Regions from separate parts of the Sus scrofa genome. Here all the other regions are linked to region 3. Evidence: chromatin contacts called from public Hi-C and HiChIP or PLAC-seq data. All regions are on one chromosome and are shown on one strand. Each heading gives the region's core, a stretch centred on a gene start, on an enhancer-like site or on the middle of the called end of the contact. The rest is flanking DNA. Distances are from core to core; before and after follow the strand shown. Region 1 holds the start of LOC102165847 (zinc finger protein 664-like). Region 2 holds the start of C6H19orf68. Region 3 holds the start of GRWD1 (glutamate-rich WD repeat-containing protein 1).

The links. A called contact is a pair of places that touch in the nucleus more often than the background predicts. HiChIP or PLAC-seq counts read pairs in DNA pulled down with a chosen protein or histone mark.
Region 1: a contact with region 3 is called in a Hi-C map of embryonic fibroblasts, with 2.2 times the contacts expected there. The contact joins the promoter of LOC102165847 here to the promoter of GRWD1 in region 3. A contact is called at or near these places in 3 of 47 Hi-C or Micro-C datasets (embryonic fibroblasts, epiblast stem cells and heart right ventricle).
Region 2: an H3K27ac HiChIP or PLAC-seq map of alveolar macrophages shows a contact between it and region 3. The contact joins the promoter of C6H19orf68 here to the promoter of GRWD1 in region 3. A contact is called at or near these places in 1 of 47 Hi-C or Micro-C datasets (embryonic fibroblasts) and 1 of 2 datasets of contacts at active chromatin or transcription factors (alveolar macrophages).

The regions. Positions count from the first base shown.
Region 1 is chr6:53,682,083-53,686,198 of Sscrofa11.1, forward strand. LOC102165847 (zinc finger protein 664-like) reads left to right here and starts at 2,693. Exons shown (of 5, transcript XM_005664651.3): 1 at 2,693-4,088. It overlaps LOC110261015 (a long non-coding RNA gene), which reads right to left. Exons shown (of 3, transcript XR_002344717.1): 2 at 4,043-4,116; 3 at 1,919-2,247.
Region 2 is chr6:53,658,582-53,662,641 of Sscrofa11.1, forward strand. It overlaps C6H19orf68, which reads left to right and starts at 1,641. Exons shown (of 4, transcript XM_005664646.3): 1 at 1,641-1,775; 2 at 3,138-3,413. The coding sequence starts at 3,148. LIG1 (DNA ligase 1) reads right to left here and starts at 1,439. Exons shown (of 28, transcript XM_021094649.1): 1 at 1,311-1,439.
Region 3 is chr6:53,847,983-53,852,285 of Sscrofa11.1, forward strand. GRWD1 (glutamate-rich WD repeat-containing protein 1) reads left to right here and starts at 1,691. Exons shown (of 7, transcript XM_003127271.4): 1 at 1,691-2,064; 2 at 2,350-2,467; 3 at 2,654-2,813. The coding sequence starts at 1,878. GRIN2D (glutamate receptor ionotropic, NMDA 2D) reads left to right here. Exons shown (of 13, transcript XM_021094673.1): 13 at 1-1,553.

The DNA of each region.
Region 1 (4,116 bases), core at 1,443-3,942, 160 kb before region 3:
ATTACACCGTTTTCTCTAGTGATCTGCGATCATCATTGTTATAATGCAGTCTCATAACAGCAAATTTTAAGCTCTATTTTGTTTCCCACTGTAATTCCAGTGCCTAGAAGAGCATCTGGTGCAAAATAAGTACTGAGCAAGAAAGATGAATAAACATGGCAAACAGGCTAGTAAGGTTCATCAGGTTTCCACGTTGCTACAGTGACAGTCGAGCCTGCCCAGCGATTCTCAGCTTCAGTAACCTGGTTTCTATCCGGCCCACCCATTGGCCACATGTGTCTCAGCCAGGAAACTACAACTCCCAGCAGTCTGAGCGCCTCCTGCGAGGTCCGCTAACTGTGAGCACCTGCGCAGTAGAATCCGCTGCCTGGCGTTTCCATCTGAGCGTCTGCCTGCTGCAGGGTGCTCAGTTGGATCCGGGCTGAAAAATGGGGAGGACCCTTTGCTCGCTGAGCACTGTGGGGGCCCCTCATCTCTCCCGGCTCTCTCGGATCTGAAGGGTCTAGGTCCCAGAACAGCCATCTCGCGTGAGGGGGGAGGAGGGGACCACTCCAGTTTCTATGGTGCTGGGCCCCGCTAGGTGCGCGGAATAGCTGCAGGAGGGTTGGAGAGAAATCCTAGATGGGCGTTGCCATGGTAACTCTGCAACGGAAGGGGGCGGGGTGAGATGTTTAAGGGATACCGCGGGAGGAAACAGAGTAACAGCCGAGGCACTGAGGTGCTCTTGGAGGAATGGAGAGTGTGATAGAAGAATCAGGGTGAAATAGGGAGAGTTGGGGAGATTCTAGGCATTGGGTGTTCTGAGGGAGTGGGAGTGTTTGGGTGAATTCATATGTACAAAGAAAGAGAATTGGGTTGTTTGTGCATTGTGTAGTAGGTAGAGGATTCTTATAGGGGCGAGTGGAGGCTTGTAGGGAGCATTGGGGTGTTTGGGGAGAGTGGGAGTTTTAAGGAAGAGCTGGATCTTTTTTTTTTTTTTTTTTTTTTGTCTTTTTTGTCTTTTTGTTGTTGTTGTTGTTGTTGCTATTTCTTGGGCCGCTCCCGCGGCATATGGAGGTTCCCTGGCTAGGGGTTGAATCGGAGCTGTAGCCACCGGCCTACGCCAGAGCCACAGCAACGCGGGATCTGAGCCGCGTCTGCAACCTACACCACAGCTCACGGCAACGCCGGATCGTTAACCCACTGAGCAAGGGCAGGGACCGAACCCGCAACCTCATGGTTCCTACTCAGATTCGTTAACCACTACGCCACGACGGGAACTCCAAGAGCTGGATCTTTTGAGGTGTAGTGGGAAGTTATCCAAATCAGTAGGAGGTTGTCATATGTGGCTAAAGTAATTAAATGGAATATAATGAAAAATTCAGTTCCTCAGTCACACCCCATTTCAAATCCTCAGTGGCTCTGCTGTATTGGACAGTGGAGATCTAGACTATTTCCATAATCTGGGAAATGTTTGTTGGCCAGCACTAATATACAGGATGAACTGGGATGTTACAGCAAATATGGAGTTTCCCGTTTCCTAACTGTCCGGCCATATCTCTCTTTTTTTTTTTTTTTTTTTGGTCTTTTTGTCTCTTTTGTTGTTGTTGCTATTTCTTGGGCCGCTCCCACGGCATATGGAGGTTCCCTGGCTAGGGGTTGAATCGGAGCTGTAGCCACCGGCCTACACCAGAGCCACAGCAACGCGGGATCCGAGCCGCGTCTGCAACCTACACCACAGCTCACGGCAACGCCGGATTTTTAACCCACTGAGCAAGGGCAGGGACCGAACCCGCAACCTCATGGTTCCTAGTCGGATTCGTTAACCAGTACGCCACGACGGGAACTCCCCGGCCATATCTCTTATCACTTGCCCTCCTGTTTCACCCACAGCAGGCTTCTCCCCGTTCCGCCCCATCCCCCACCCCCACCCCCCGCACATAGGACCAGTTTGATCTAGTTTTTGCCCCTGCTATTCCCTCTGCCTGGAATGCCCATCCAACTGTTTGTGTTTCAGACTTAAATGTCACCTCCCAGGAATAGATGCCCTTGACATCCCTATTTAAAGTAACCACTATCCCCTTCCCACCACCAGTCGCTATCCCATCCCCCCTTATTCTTTCTTTCAAAAACCGGATCTAAATTACTTGTTCATCATTTATCTTTAAAATTGTCCATCGTCCCCACTAGGGGGCGGCCTTGTGCTGCTTACCACGAAAAATTCCAGAGCCCAGAAGAGCACCCGGCACAGAGGGGATATTCCATAAACTGTTGATGAAATGAATGGAAGAGATTCAGAATTTGAGAGCAGAGATATGACATGGGAGATTGGGAGTTTTAGATAAACAGAGTCACAGGGAAGTTGAGGGGGATAGGAGAGGAACTGATATCAGGAATTGAGGTGATAAAAGAAGATGGGTATCTGGAATCTATGGCACAAATGAACCTATGTACACACACACACACACACACACACACACAAAGCCATGGACATAGGTAGTAGACTTGTGGTTGCCAAGGGGGAGGGGGAGAGGAGAGGGGGGATGGACTGGGAGTTTGGGGTTGGTAGATGCAAGCTATTGCATTTGGAGTGGAGAGGCAATGAGATCCCGCTGCATCGCCCTGGGAAAACTGTATCCAGTCACTTGTGATGGAACATGATGGAGGAGAATGTGAGAAAACGAATGTATGTATATGTGTAGCCACATCACTTTGCTGTACAGCAGAAATTGACAGAACATTGTAAATCAACAATAATAAAATTTTTAAAAAATAAATTTAAAAAATAAAATTAAAAATTAAAGAAAGGATGGAGCACAAGGGTTACATTAGAAAACAAATGAGGGTCTGGTAGAGGAGGACTTGGGATGTTTTAGCAGATTCACTGTTATTTGCTGCATTATTAAACTCCCAGTGCCTCAGTTTTCTTATCTGTAAAATGGGAATATCTATCACATAAGTTTGAGGATTGACTGCGATAACACATGGGATGTTTTCCGAAGACGGCCTGTCATCATCAAAGTTATTACTGATGTTAAAGCCAGAGCTGGGATACACAGGGTCCTGCTTTTTCGTCCCAGTCTGTTCCCACTTGGACTCACTGCACCTGGAAAGAAGCCTGGAGTTGCAAAATGGTTTGAAATCCACTCTGCTGAAGCCAGGCCATCTCAGACTCTCTGGCAACACTGTGTTCTTTGTAGCAACAACTGGCCGGTGATGGGTAGCAGTAAATCTCTACGCATTTGGTCCAGAACTCTCTTTATAGCTTTCCATCTGGCTTTCTTTACCCATCAAAATCCCATGCCTGCCTCCATGCTGATATTTAACTATCCCTGAACTACACTGTGCTAGGTGGGTCTGCTGGGTGGGTCACCTATAGGATCACCCCTATACACCCCAGGAGATAAGGATTGTGTCCGTTTTTTCCAGCTGGGAAAATTAAATCAGAGGGGTTCAGTGACTTATCCGAGGGCACACAGCAGAGAAGAGGGTAGGTCCTCCCTCAACCTCCACCCCCACACTTTTTTATTTTTTGCCAAGCCCGGGGTATGCGAAGTTCCAGGGCCAGGGATCTAACCCACGCCACAGCAAGGACCCAAGCCAGATCCTTAACCCGCTGTGCCACCACGGGAACCGTCCACCCCTGCACTTTCAAGAGCTTTCGTTTTAGCAGAAAGAGCGCCGGGATGGAGTCATACACAGCAGGCTCCCAATACGTGGTCATGCACTTGAGGCTCTTTCTCATTGAGCCTCGCTTTCTCCATGTGGAAAATAGGGATAATAGTAACTCAGACCGTTTTAAGAACTAAAAATCACATGCTTATACTATCTAGCACATGCTAAGCATATCGGTAATTGCTTGTCATTATATATCAGCCCTTTCCATTTCTTTTTGAGAGGCGGACGCTGTGGGTTGGCGTTTGAGGTGAATTTGGTGATGCTCCAAATTTCCATAGGGAGGGAAAACTCGCCGGGTCAACCTGATAAAAACCAGCCACGGTACCAGACAGGCATTACGCATGCGCATTCGGAAGAGCCAGAGGCACTGGGCCCAGAATCCTACCGTGGATGGAGACTCCCGTGAACCGGCAGAATACCTGGACCGAAAGGTGAGGCAGCGGAGTTTGGAGAGATACA
Region 2 (4,060 bases), core at 391-2,890, 190 kb before region 3:
GTAGGCGAGCAGCAACAGCTCCGATTAGACTCCTAAACTGGGAACCTCCATGTGCCGCACGGGTGTGGCCCTAAAAAGGCAAAAAGACAAAACAAAACAAACAAACAAAGAAACAAAAAACATCCCTATCCCTCTCCCAGGGTCATTAGCCCTGGGGATGGAGGGGGAGATCTGCAGGCCTAAGGATCCTAAAATTAAACTCTTACGGTCTTACTCAACTCAACACATCCTTCCTGCCTTTCCCTCGTGCCTTCTTCTCAGGCTGCCTAATAAGTCAGAGGTTCAAATGGGCTGAAATGGTGGCCAAGGAGTGACGGCCATAATCCCATTTTCTGCTGTCTCCCCTCCCCCTTCCAAGCCAGCTCCCCTTTCCAAATGCCCCTCCCTGCCAAGTGCCCAACCCGTTACCCTTGAAGCTCTCCAAGACTTCTCTCTTCCCTCCTCAGGCCTCTCGGGCCCTCAGGCAATGATAAGCCATTGGGCAATGATAAGTTCAGACCTTTCAGCTACTCTCCCCTGAGCCCCACTCCCTCCCACGCCTTGGCCGCCTCCTTGCAGGGCCCTCCAGAAAGTTCCTGACCTTTCATAAGGCCTTAGCCCATTAGGCCTTTGCCTCAGTCTTACCATTGACTTCCCCCTGACCCCACCCATCTACCTGGGTTCAGCCTTTAAAGCTGGCCCCGTCCTTTTTTTGTTTGCTTTTTTTTTTTTTAGGGCCGCCCCCACGGCATATGGAGGTTCCCATATGCTAGGGATCTAACTGACGCTGCCGGCCTATGCTACAGCCGAGCCACCGAGCCGCGTCTGCGACGCCAGGGATCGAACCCGCAACTCCATGGTTCCTAGCCGGATTCGTTTCCGCGACGGAAACTCCTCTTCCAACATTTTCATTAAACTTTTCCCTAGCCCCACCCCTTCCAGGTGGGCCCGCCTCCCCCGGCCCCGCCCCGCAAGTCCAACTTCCAGATGACCCCGCCCACCAACAGCCTTTCCCCGCCCCCATCCCTCTATAGACACGCCCTTCCATGTGGTCCCGCCCCTCCAGGCCTCTCCTCAGAGCCAGTTCAGTCCAGGGGCTCCAGGCCTCACCTACATTCTACCTGCCCCTGAGCCTCCGACAGATGCTGCCCCGCCCCCTCGAGCGGCCCATTGCCCGCTCTCTCCCCTCCACAGCGCGCTCCTGGCCGCCTCAGCGTCTCCCCACGTCCGCTCCTCTGCAGCTGACCGACGCTGCGAAGGCATGAACTCTGAGTTTACTACACGCGCGCCATTCCCCAGCCCTGAAGCCCCGCACGGACGACTCCACTTGCCTCTCTCCGGGCCAGACACCGCTGGCCAGAGCGTCACACCCGGAACCGCAGGGCGCTACACTGCAGTACCAAATTCGCGCCACGGAGTTCGCGCGCAGACTTCTACGGCCGGGGGCGGGGCCGAGCTGAGGGGCGGAGCCCGGAGGACGGCCGCGCCGCCGTCGCGCAGAGGGTCCTGGGAGTTGTAGTTTCTTGGCCGCGAGACCGCAAGAAAGGGGGTGAAGTGGGGCGAGCCCTCCCGCAGAGCACGCTGGGAAACGGCCCCGAGCCTCCTCTTGTACTGAATGAGTGGGTGCGGCTGCGGGTCCAAGGAGTGACCGCCAAGAAAAGGGAGCTTCGGTGGAAGCTGCTTCGCGAGGCACGGCGGGAAGAGAGGCGGGAGGCCGCGCGGGGCATCCCGGGAGCAAGGGCCGGGCCGGGCCTCGGCGCGGGGCATTGTGGGAGGTGGACGCCGCTCCGGGGCGGGTAGGTGATTGGGGAGGGGCGGGAAGGGTGCACATCTGGGGGAGGGGAGAGGCACAGCTGGGTGGGACAGCCTGGATGGGAGGTGCCGAGGCGGGCGGGGCTGGGAGGGATTGGGGAGACAGGAGCCAGCTGGGAGGGGCTGCCCAAGGGGGGGAGGCGAAGCTGGACGTGGGGGAGCATCTGGGGTGATAAAGCCCATCTAAGGACGACGGACCATGTCTAGGATGAGGACCCATATTTGGGGAGGACGGGAACTGTAGATGAGAGGAGGGGGCCACAACTGGACTGGGCGGTATATCTGGGCAGGAAGAGACCACAGATGAATATTGGTGACACTTCTGAGAATTGGCCACAAGTGAATGGGGCACACACCTGTAGGCAGAGGGTCCATACTAGATGTGGGGAGGACGTCTGGATACGGGGGCACCTCCACAGCTGGATATGGCAACCCATAGGGGTCCCATCCAGGAGAGGGGCAATAGCTGCCTAGAATCTGAGACACATCTGGGGAGGAGGGAGCCACAGATGCATGAAGAATACGACTAGCAGAGTTCTTGTTGTGGCTCAGCGGTTAACGAACCCGACTAGGAACCATGAGGCCGTGGGTTCGATCCCTGCCTTGCTCAACGGATTAAGGATCCCGCGTTGCTGTGAGCTGTGGTGTAAGTCGCAGAAGAGGCTTGGATCCCGTGTTGCTGTGGCGTAGGCCGGTGGCTACAGCTCGGATTGGACCCCTAGCCTGGGAACCTCCATATGCCACCAGTGCGGCCATTAAAAAACAAAAGAAAAGAAAAAGAGTATGACTGGGGACAAGGAACCCATAACTGAATGGGCAGAGCACATCTGGAGATGGAACATTTTTAGAGGGGGGACAAGCTGGATGTGGCTTACAGCCCAAGTGTAGGCACATGGGGCGGGGGAGGGTATTTCTATGGAAATGGAGGCACTAGAGGCTGCCGCCAAATGTGGGAGGCATATCTGGAAGGCGAGGAGATCCTACCTGGAAGCTGAGAACACATTTGAGGAGGCGTCCGCGACTGAGTTTAAGGACGCCTATTTTGGGAGAGGGACCTTAATTGTACGGGGGTGGGGGTGGGGGTCACACCCGTGGAGAAGGGGACCGGCGTTGGAGTTAGGATCAGGATGAAAGGTTCCAGTTGTCCCAAGAATAAAACACGCGGTGGGAGGAAGCCAGAGATGGGGTGGAGGTTCATGTCTAGAGATTAACGGGACTATCCCGCCCCAGGCCCCACCTGGATTGAGGAATCAGCCCTGAAGAGCAGGCGCAGAGTGGAGGAAGAGGGCCCCCTCGGGTGGGGATGGATCTGATCTCCACGTGTCCTCCCTGCCCCTCCCACTCAGGCACCCCAGGATGGAGCCCCCTCCCGGCACGGTGGCGGGGCAGGAGGAGCAGGAGCTGCGGGAGAGGGCCTTCTTCTCCTGGGCCGAGTTCAGCCGCTTCTTCGACGCCTGGTGCCAGCAGCGGCTGGCGCTCTTCTTCGTCAAGAGCTCCATGCACCTGGCGCGCTGCCGCTGGGCCAGCGCGCCCCCGCTCTACACGCTCATCGACGTGCTCAAGTACAGCTACGTGCGGCTGGTGTGCAAGGACGTGCGCGCGCCCAGCCGGCCCGCCGTGGGGTGCGTGAGCTGAGCCGCCTGCCCTGCGGGGTGCTGGGGGGAGGGGCCGCCAGGGGAAGGGGGAGGCGCCGAGCCCCCCACCCCGAGACTAGGAGGGCAGCGATTCCAACGAAAGCCCCTAAACACACGGTGAAGAGAGGCCAGGGGAGTCAGGAGGGAAGCTTCCTGAGACAGAGACAGCCGGTTCCCAGAGGGACAAAGGCGCACACCTTTAGCGGGTGGGCTCCAGTTACAGACTTTATAATAAAGAGCCACGCAGAGGCAGAGAGCCAGATGGACACACACACACACACACACACACACACACACACACACACACGACATAAAGAAAATTCCAGAAACATGGAGACTTAGTGCCAAAGACACCAAACAGCCAGGAGAAACAGATGAGAGCCAGATTTTGGACACCTACAGAGAGATTAGAGTCTGGGCTGCAGAGAAAACCACAGGATAAAGATAGAAAAAAAATCCATCCATTCAGGAGATACAAGGCCAGGTCCCATGCTGGGAGCTAGGGATCTTTCACTTGGGGGCGGTGTGGGGTTTAGCAAGGCAAATTCCTCGCTCTTCTAGAACTTTCTTACTGGACGGAAGACTGACATTCCGTGAACAAACTCAAGGGTAGTTCCCTCCAAGTGTAATGCCAC
Region 3 (4,303 bases), core at 441-2,940:
CACCCAGCCTAGGAGCAAGGGGATGGGATCTCGGATGCCACTGAACTTTTTTTTAAACCCGACAAGGGCTTTTTAACGTCACCAGATGGGGCAGGAGGTGGCAGGGGTCACGCCACGTCCGCGCCTCACCCCTGCGCCCGGGGCCGTGGCCCTCACATCACTGTGCAGCTCCCCGGCCCCAGCCACGCCTCCGGGGAAGCCCGTTTTTAACCTTTCATCCATCGGGACTCAAAACTGTGAGACGCGTTCGCCAAACTGTGACCCCAGACCTTGGCCCCGCCACACAGAAACCCCTGACCCCAGACTGTGACTTCCGACCCCTAAAAATGGTCATCCGACCCCAGACTGTGACCCCTGACCCCAAACTGTGACTCCACCCCCAGACTGTGCCCCGACCAGACTGTGCCCCTCGACGTCTAACCGTGACACCCTCCCCACCCCACCCTTTTCCAACCAACCTCGGTAGCTTTTCCCTCTTTTGCCCTAGGACACACCCCCAACGGAAGCCCCGCCTCCCCTGCCCCAGCGTTGATCCCAACCTCCATCAGGCCAAAACCTCCCACCCTTTCGCACCTCACTACCAGGCCCAGGTGCCACCAACCATATACTCTCCAAGTCCAACCTTTATTTGTGCCCCTTCAGTAATCACCCAGCAGCCCCCCAAAAGCCTCCTCTTCCCAGATCTCCAGCCGGGTCTGGAAATGGGTTGTGGAAGGGAGGGATCTGGGAGTTCACACTCACTACCAACCTCCCTGGCCACTCTCCTGTCCCACATTGCAGTGTTTGGAATAAACCATGTTTTTATGCCTCCTCAAGCCAAGTGTGAGATCCATGCCTGTCTCAGTCCCCTCAAACTTCTCCGGAGGAAACAGAAACTGAGAAAAGTCCCTCAGAGGAAGAGGGTGCAGAAAGAGAATTTGAGCAAGAACAGAGACCCCAGAGGGAGGCGGGAGGTGAAGACCCAGAAAGAAGCCATGAGAAGAGACGAGCTAAGAAGGGGTGGAGGCGTTAAGAGAAGGGGGACAGAGAACTCAAGAAAGATCTGGGATTCAAAACATCCTAGAGGGTACCATTCCTATGGCAACAGGCAATGAGGTTTGCTAGGTTCTTAATATCCTGTTCAGGCAAGTGAGGAGAGTGCCTATTATATCCCAGCCAATCCACAAATCTTCAATGTTGTGAAGCTCACCAATGAGAACCTAGTTCTAACATTTCATTATGCCAATTAGCCAAACCTCTGGTGCTAATGGGCAATAAAAAGAGCCGAAACACTTGTAATAGCTGCCTCCAGAGGGTGGGCTTTCTGATTAAGTGCTTGCTGACCACAGCTGCAACGTGAACGCCTGATGAGGCAACTCATCCTCACTCTACTTAAGCATTTGGAAATGAATTAAAGCCTTCATAACAAGAAGCGGGGGAAGAATAAGGAGGGGAGAAGAAACCGGCTTTATTGGTCCTAAGGGAGCAGAAACCTAGTCTCCTAGCTAGGATTATTTGCATACACGAATAATTAATTAAGTGGAAAGAATGCCTTGGGAGTCAAAAGTGGAAGATGGTGTCTGGGCTTGGACCTCCTCTAGCTGATGAGGAAAAAACAGGCCTCCCGTAGAACTACAACTCCCAGGAGGCCTTGCCGCGGCTCTGCGGAGGAACTCCGCAAAGTCACCGGGAGGGGGTAATTCTCCAGATCCGCAGGCCTCGCTAGCTGGACCAGGACACGATTATGTCAGTTCTCCTTCACCCGGTCCCATCGCCCTCTCTAATCAGCGAACCCGGGGGTTTCCAAGGTAACCACGCAGCAGGGCGGATCTCATAAGAAGGCAACGCAACCCGGAAGTGACGCTCTTACCTCGCGCCGGCTGCGAACGGGTTGGAAGATGGCAGCGCGCAAGGGGCGGCGGCGCACGTGTGAAACTGGGGAGCCCATGGAGGCTGAGTCCCACGATGCAGGGTCCGAGGGCCCTCCCCAGGTCTACCTACCGGGCCGGGGACCGCCACTGCGTGAGGGAGAGGAGCTGGTCATGGACGAGGAGGCCTACGTGCTGTACCACCGAGCACAGACTGGTAGGGCTGGGGCATTCGGACTTCCCGGGGCCAGAGCAAGGAGGGACTGGAAATCTGGGTCCTGAGGGGAGCTGGTCCTGAGCCTTTAATTTAAGAGGCGCTCTGAAAGGGGAAACTGGGGTTCCCGAGGGGAGCCGGTCCTGAGCCTTTAACTTAAGAGGCGCTCTGAAAGAGGAAACTGGGGTCTAAGAGAATTGACACCACACTCAAGAGATACCTCTGGCTATTAGGGCCTGAGATACTTATGTCCCATCCTAATTTTCCAACCGCTCCTTCCATCCCCAGGCGCCCCCTGCCTCAGCTTCGACATAGTCCGGGATCACCTGGGAGACAACCGGACTGAGCTTCCTCTTACACTTTACCTGTGTGCTGGAACCCAGGCAGAGAGCGCCCAAAGCAACAGGTGAGAACTGGGCCTTTACTTCGACCAGGAGTCTGAGCCTTCAGCCCCCCGCCCCCGCGGCTCCCCCCCCCGCGGCCCCCCCCGCGGCCCCCGCACCTAGAAATAGGGGGGTTTCCAGCCTCCCCACTCCCTTCTTCCCAAGGATCCTGGTATCCAGGGCCTCATTTCATCCCACACTTCCGCCAGATTGATGATGCTTCGAATGCACAATTTGCATGGGACAAAGCCCCCGCCATCAGAGGGCAGTGATGAAGAGGAGGAGGAGGATGAAGAGGATGAAGAAGAGCGAAAGCCTCAGCTAGAGTTGGCTATGGTGCCGCACTATGGTGGCATCAACAGAGTTCGGGTAAATACAGCCCCCGAAGCCTGCCCTCCATTCTCTGGAGCACAGAGCGTCCCCGCCCCCCATCCACGCCCTTCAGCTTTTAGAAAACACTTGACACAATTTCGTATATGAGTTTATCACATCTTAACTGTCATGGTAGTTGTCATCGTGCTAGATGCTGTGGGGATATCTTTAGTGTTCTTTCCTTTTCTGTAAAATGGTGAGAGTTAGAAAACTTACCTGGTGTGACTGATATGAGGGTAAAATGGGATCACTTTGTGTTACTTCAAGCATTGAAACTCCCAAGTTCCTGCTGTGACTCATCGGTAACCCAACTAGCATCCCTGAGGCTGTGGGTTCGACCCCCGGCCTCACTCAGTGGGTTAAGGATCCGGGTTGCCATGAGTTGTGATGTAGGTCGCAGACACGGCTTGGATCCCCAGTTGCAGTGGGTGTGGTGTAGGCCGGCAGCTGCAGCTCTGATTCCACCCATAGCCTGGGAACTTCCATATGCAGCAAGCCTGGTCCTAAAAAAAAAGCAAAAAACAAACAAAAGAACTGAAATAGAGTTACTTTAGGTATCTAAAAACAGTGCTATCATATGAGATGTTTGTTTTCTGTTATTGCTTAGGGACTGTTCTGGCCTATGCGGTTACTTTTGTGCTTCAGAATTAACAGCCCCTTCTGACGGGGTTGACATGAGCAGTAAAGTGTTGCATGCGCAGTGCTTGGCCCATAGTCCTTGCTAAACATTTCCATTAAAGTATTACTGAGCTTCAGGTGCTGTTCTAGAGCCTGGGGTTTTAACAGGGAGCAAAAGGTCGCTGGCTCCTTGACACATGCCAGTGGGAAGAGAACAAGAAGAAACTAAGTGTATTCACGTGTGTCCCCAGGTGCTGAGTGTTGTGGAGGAAAATAAGGGAGTTAGGATCTTCCGCTGTGGGGCTGCTATTTTAAATAGTCAAGGGAGCTTCCTGGTTAGGACCTGGTGCTTTCACTGCTGCAGCCCAGGTTCAATTCCTAGTCTGGGAACTGAGGTCCCACATCAAGCTGCTGCTCAAACCCTGCCCCCCACCCCAAACTAAAAGTTTGGTCAAGGAAGCAGTCACCGATAAGGTGTCATTTGACTGATAAGAGACCATGTGAACAGAGACCCACAGGGAATAAAGGAGTGAGGCAAGGATGTCTGTGGGAAGGGTTGCCAGCCAGGGAATAATAAGTGCAAAGGCCTGGGGGTGACCATGGCATGTTTGAGAAATTTTGAGGAAAGCTGGGGAGGGCAGTGCTAAATGGATGAGGGGGGCGAGTGATGAGGTTTGGCAGGTGGGTGTGGCAGAGACATTGTTTTGGGCCTCATAGGCCATTGTAAGGACTTGGTTTTCACTTGGAGGGAAATTGGGAGCCATCAGAGGTTTAGAGCAGAGGATGGATGGGGTCTGACTTGTGTTTGAAAGGGATCCCTCTGACTGTTGTATTTAGGATAGACTGTAGGGGGGGCAAGGGCAGGAGGC